Linked DNA regions of Aedes albopictus: region 2 is linked to region 1. A link is a contact called in public Hi-C data. All regions are on one chromosome and are shown on one strand. The core of a region is the stretch at or near the end of the contact, and the rest is flanking DNA. Distances in the headings are between cores, read along the strand shown. Region 1 holds the start of LOC109621467. Region 2 holds the start of LOC115267985 (diacylglycerol lipase-beta).

Region 1 (2,985 bases), core at 19-2,518:
CAGACGAATTAGAAGTGTTAGTCACTTGACCACTAATCCTATTATTTCCGCAGACTGTAAGCCCTTTATTTGGATATTTCTATTAACTTGACTCCTAAAATACACGATATCGGCGGTTCAGTAAGATTATGTGTGGAGTAAGGTGTGTGTTTATTGATATAGATTGACTGAAGAAAATGTTTTCCGAACATGCGACGATGTCGTGCTTGCTTCTGAGAGCTCTCTATGCAGGTACACTCAACAAAACACGACTTTTAACTTGGCTTTTATGTCTATGGAAATATGTAATGGTAACAAAATGCAGGTTGATCATAGAAACTTTCTATTTTCTTAGACGACATTTTGGCCACATGATGGCCGACCTCGCGGAGATCACGCCCATCAAAACTATCCGCCAGCATTGCCCGTGCTCGCCGGAGGAGCTGTAGTTGTGTCCGTCGAACCCGCACCAATTGTTGCAACCGTATCAGTCGTTCCGCCAGAAGTGGTAATAGTTGAAATGAGAACAGAAGTAGAAGTGGTAGTAGAAGTAGTACTAGTAGCAGTCGTTTGGGGTGGATTACTGGGTGGGGTAGGCGGATTATGACTAGTACCTGCGCTGCTGTTGGCATAGTTGTAGTGGAAGTAACCCTGAGTCCGCTTGTTGAACGTGCTGTCGTGGCTGCCCATGAAGGATATCTTCTCGAGGAGCTCTTCCCAGGTGTACGGAGATCGTTTCTTCCGGGTTGAGGGGTGTGCGGGTTCCGAAAGTTTGGACTGCGCCAACAGTGAGCGATATTCTTCCTCAGTCATAACGTGTTCCACACAGTGTAGATTTGAATTTCCGTGTTCATCCGTGTCCTGAGCAATGCAAGTCCGGCAGTGACATATATTCAGAGGAATTGAGGGTGCTTCTTTTTGGGTATCGTTGATAACGATTTGTGCTTCCGTATTGCAGGTACAAGTGCTATGTTGGAATACTGGCACTTTATTTGAGGGATCCAACTTCAAAGTGGTTGATGATTCCTTGTGATTCATAGAAGCGACAGCGTAATCTGGAGTTTCAATGGGAACTTCAAGTTATTCTTTCTATTTAATGGACACGTAATACTTACTATAACTGTAGCAGAAAATTGTGAAGGAGACCAAGATGATTCCCGCCACTCGCATCATCTTTACGAATGCCTTTACGATCACCAAGCTGGATGCTCTTATAGGTAGAGCGAAGCCATTTGAACCTAATTAGAAAATTCTTCAACTTATTGAAAGCGTTTCTCATAACTGATAACGTTTCCCATTCACAGTTACCATTCTGCGTACTGGCGGATCACAGCACCAAGAGTATCGTCATATCCATCCGAGGCAGTCTATCGATGCGTGATGTCTTCACCGATCTGGTGGCCAATGCCGAGCGATTCGACGCCCCGGGAATGCCTCCTGAGTCGTCCGCCCATCGTGGTATGGTGGCCGGTGTGGATTGTTTGCTCAAACGGCTTCGCGAGGGTAACATGCTGGAGCGGATCTTCAACACCTACCCGGAGTACACCTTGGTCTTGACGGGGCACAGTTTGGGAGCTGGCGTTTCCATTCTGCTGGCGGCGAAACTGAGAAGCCGTTTCCCGGACTTGCGGGTGTATGCATTTGCCACCCCGGCTGGTTTGCTCAGTCGGGAAGCGGCACGGTATACGGAGAGCTATGCGTTTACCATTGGAGTTGGGGATGATTTCGTGATGCGGTTGGGCGTAGATTCGATCGAGAATCTGAGGACCAGTATTATCGAGACGATTCGGGCGTGTAAGCTGCCGAAGGTAAGTGAACCTACCCAACTCTCAGTTATTCATCATCCCCGTCATTTGAAAATGCTTGCAAGTCTTCTTCCTGGTGCGTTGTCCGAAACCCCATGTGTGTTGCTTGTGTTTCAGCTTACTGCTTTCTGTTTCCACAGTGTTCAGATAAGATCATTTGAGATATTCAAGATATTCGATATCCAAATCATCCAGAAGTTCATTTTATATAATTTCAACCAGTAACAAATCTAATTTTCTCTATGTAGAGTAACGATTCATAACACTAGTTTAAAAAATAAAATGTAAAATAAATAAAACTATTTAATTTCAATTAGATTTGGACTTACATCTGCATGCTACGCAGCAGACCATGCAACTTCCTCTAAAATCTTGCGTACAACATTCTTCACAAAATTGCAAACAATAAGTTTCTCACCGCTTTGCTTCCTGCGGAACTGAATCTCTCTCTCCTTTTCTCTTCTCTCCCATTCAATTTGCAGTGGCGCATAATGTTGAACGGCTTTGGGTACGCTTTGTTTGGCGTACCGTCGCGCGATCTGGAAACCACGTGGCACGACGTAACGGAAATCACCAAGAAAGCCAACGGCCAAAGCCCGCTGCTTGGTGAACGCCCCATTCAGACGGTGTCCACTGCTGTAAGTTTTGATGATGAACATTTTCGTTATGTTTTTGTTTTTTTTTTACTAATAGGGTATTGGTTCCCTTCTTAAGCATGTGGCTCCCATTTTCATCCTACGGAAAATAAAGGATTGAAGCGCTGTTTGTTTTGTTTCTTATTTTTGTATTTTTTGTTAGAAGTGAGCACCCATAAAAACAAAAAGAACGGCATCAATCGGTGCCGTAATCGCTTGTTTTCGAATAGGATGAATATGGGAGCGTGAGATTAATGATGGAACACATACCCTAATTGAATGGTGTTATTTTACAGGAAGGCGGTTTGCTGTCGAGTGAAATCTCCAAGCGACGCTTTGCCAAAACTCGGTTGTACACCGGAGGAAGAATCTTACATATCGTTCGGAGGAAGAAAACGGAGTTGGAAAAGTAAGAGACTACAATATATTATGTGCTTCGATTGTTTAGTTTTATTTTTTATTTGAAATGTATTCTTTCGATACGAGAAATACAGCAATGATTGTCAATATTTTTTCAGAAAAACCAACACCGGCGGACCAACATTCGAAATGCGCTGGGCCACGGC
Region 2 (3,350 bases), core at 693-3,192, 130 kb before region 1:
TTAATTTTTTGTGTGTTACAGCTGATACCTAAGGTTTTCATATGCAGCTACTTTTGAGGTTTTATATTCAGTACAAAAAATATGAAAAATGTGCTTATGTAGTTGACGATGTTTAAAAATTTATCTTATTTTGCACATATAATCTGCCAAACGTTTTCCACCAATAAAAGTACATTATCTGAACGAAAAATACATAGGACCTACTCTTCATATGTAGTTTAGTAGGTCCTGTATAAAAATATGACATGAGGAGAGTTCAAAAACGTTGAAAACACTTGGCACTTTTATTGATCAAAATATGATAAATTTCCAAATGAGACTCTGAACATATACATATTTTTTATATTTTTTGTGGTGAATATAAAACCTCAATCGAAGCTGCATTTGAAAGCCTTAGGTATAAGCTGTATCACAAAAAAAATGGAAAAAGTTTCATCGAGTACATATTGAGTTGTAATGTTTTAAAAATGTGTTCAAAAATCTTGTAAGTTTTTCTAAAAGTTTTATAACTTTCCGAAAACTTATTCGATCTCGCTCAAAATTGTACCAATAGAGCATCAATATATGATTTATAATTGATCAAAATTTCAGCGTATTTGATTGACGTATAAAAAAGTTATGATCATTTGAATAAAAAAATATTTTGATCAAAAAATTACTGTACGGACAATTGTTTGATACACTGTATAACACCCTCTCTCTTTCTGCCGGTTCGAGAGAAACCCAAATCAAAGTGGCTCTCTTCAATGCTGTGTTATTATCGCTCATTCCGCCTGTAAGTTGTATGCACCCTTGCGTGATGGAGGAGCCGTGGTATAATACGCTTTGTGGATAGAAAAAAAAAATCATTTCAATACTACTAGATAAAAGAATTGAAAATTGCTTAACACATAGCATTACAATTTATCGAAGTGTTAGTTGCATAAATGGAGCTTTTTCCATTTATGCAGGATCTTTATCCTAGCCGATGCGGAAAGTGCACGGGTATTCAGCAAGACCCTGGTGAAGCTGATGATGACGGGTTCGATTCCCGGTCCATCTAGGAGCTTTTCGTAAAGGAAATTTATTTGATTTCCTTGTGCGTAGAATATCTTCAAGCCTGCCACACGATATACGCATGCAAAATGATCATTGGCAGAGGAAGCTCTCAGTTAATAATTGTGGAACTGCTGATATAACACTAATGCCGTTTTTCTTTTTGAACCTGGGTTGGAAAAACGGCATAAGTTGACCCAGTGGGGACGTTACGCCAAAGAGACGAAACATAAAGACAAATAACGATAAGCTCTTTCCATCTTTTTGAGCATTCACAAGTCTGTGGATAAACCAACTGTAGTCCATACTTCAAGCCTGTTGAATGATAATTAGTATTTGAAAACGTGAGAACTTTTTCGACTAATAATGGTTTGATTTTCGACCAACTGTTTAACTAAATTGCGTTGATTATCATCACTAACGTTTCAATTCGGCTTTTACACCTTCCTCGGGGCTTGATAGGTTATAAACAGTGTGCGTAGAATATGCCACCGCAAGCGAAAAATAGGCAACAAAGAAGGCACAGCAACAACGCTTTGTTTTTTCGTTAGCAGTTCACAACAAAAACGGTAGGAATATTTGTCTCGTTCTATTCACACCGTGATTTTTGCATTGTTTTACAACTGAAACTCGACTCTGAGGTTTGCAAGAGTCTTAATTCGTCCAAATGCTTATGAATTCGATGATGCGGGTCGAAAAATTCAGCAGAAAAGCCGGAATATCGGCACACGCACGGCAAGCGATGTTTGTTTTATTGCTCTCATCGGCTGACATGCGTTTGTTGCGGAGCGCTTGTTACCAACATGCACCGCTTAGGACAAAGCGTTTGTTTTTCGGCGTGATCCGTTTTTCGTACCCTGGTTATAAAACAAGTTTAAAGTTTTGAACAATATTAAATACTGTAAGGTTTGAAAAAGTCACCCAGTCGAGTATAGTACACTGCTGGACCATCCAGTCAAGAAACTGAAGGAACACTTCATTATTAACTTTCATTGGCTTTTTTCGGTGATATGAATGCTACTCGAAGTAAGAGGGAGTAAGGAAAGTAATGAAAGAATACGGTGGATAGATACGCAAGCGAACGATAAGAGAATTTGAACAGAGGGTCATTGTTGAACAACACAATCACAACGACGATCTTTTTGCCTTACGTTCTCGTGTTGATCGGCTAGGTAATAGTAGTTAGATGAATACTACTATCCCTAGACAGCATGTTGTAGTAAAGTATGAAGGAACACTTGCTGAGCAGTGTGTCGAGCCATGAGGAAGGTCTAATAGCCGGAACGAAACGTCGGCGATGATAGGCAAGTAAACAACGCAATTTCGTAAAACCTGAAAACTTTACGGTAGACGCGTCATGCATCGGTTGAAGTTCTGAACTTCGTCTAGTCGAGTGAAGAGCGTTCAACCCCCTTTTTCCCCACATAGGATAGACCGGCGTGCCTGAAAGGTAGATTATGCCTCGCAGGCGGCAGACAGACAGACAGTCAGGCTCGGTCGGGCAGCCCACATCACATCCAAATCCAATCGGTTCAGCAAGTTGGTTGGCGCTCAGTTTCAGTTCAGCTTACAGCTCAGTCGCGAAAGTTATCTCGGCGGGTGAACACGCACAATTGCGAAGTTCTCTCTTAGCGCGAACTTGCGATCATCGGCGGTGCCGTGTCAGTTATCCAGTGAGTGGCAAGTTTCGCTCGCGTGCGGTGTGCGATTATTGTTGTTGCACGAGCGTTTTGGAAGAACGCTTTTTTATGTAATTGGTGGTGAATAGCAAGAAAGGAGCATCTTTTACGTGATTTCGCCCTCTGTTTGGTCTGGAATCAGCTGAATCGCAGTTGGTTCGCGGAGTGTGTATAGTGTGGATAGTTTGCGCGGACAGTGACGTCAAACTGCGAATAGAGCCAATCAAGACGACGTCGCTAATTGGGAGAATTTGCGCGAATGCTGGTGTTCGATGCTCTTTCGATTGTTTTCTGCTTCGTACTGCAGAGACTGACGAAGGTATTCGTTTGAGTAATACGTTGACCTCGATTAAACATTTATTGACCATTACAAAATAGGAATCGTTCAGCGTACTTGTATTTGGAGCTAGGCTTAATTCATTCTTGAACGATTTTCTCATTGATATCAGCTCGTTTACTCAATTGGTTCTGAGTGTGTTTCGCGATTTCTGTGTAGATCCGAGTGCCCATCAGTTGTTCAAATCTTTACACAAACTTGGCCGCTTCCCAGTGCAATGAGATAGGCAACCAGTGAAGTTGAATCTCCTTGTAGGTTGATTGAAGTTTTGTCCAATCTTCGTCGTCAACATCATCGTC

What was found. Hi-C and Micro-C count contacts between places; a contact is called where the count stands out from the background.
Region 2: a contact with region 1 is called in a Hi-C map of whole body, with 2.8 times the contacts expected there. The contact joins the promoter of LOC115267985 here to the promoter of LOC109621467 in region 1. A contact is called at or near these places in 2 of 3 Hi-C or Micro-C datasets (embryo and whole body).

What each region holds. Positions count from the first base shown.
Region 1 is chr3:429,269,507-429,272,491 of AalbF5, reverse strand. LOC109621467 reads right to left here and starts at 1,268. Exons shown (of 2, transcript XM_062856479.1): 1 at 1,095-1,268; 2 at 22-1,034. The coding sequence starts at 1,152. The coding sequence ends at 388. LOC115267985 (diacylglycerol lipase-beta) reads left to right here. Exons shown (of 10, transcript XM_062856478.1): 7 at 1,284-1,787; 8 at 2,267-2,422; 9 at 2,716-2,828; 10 at 2,938-2,985.
Region 2 is chr3:429,399,613-429,402,962 of AalbF5, reverse strand. LOC115267985 (diacylglycerol lipase-beta) reads left to right here and starts at 1,942. Exons shown (of 10, transcript XM_062856478.1): 1 at 1,942-3,350.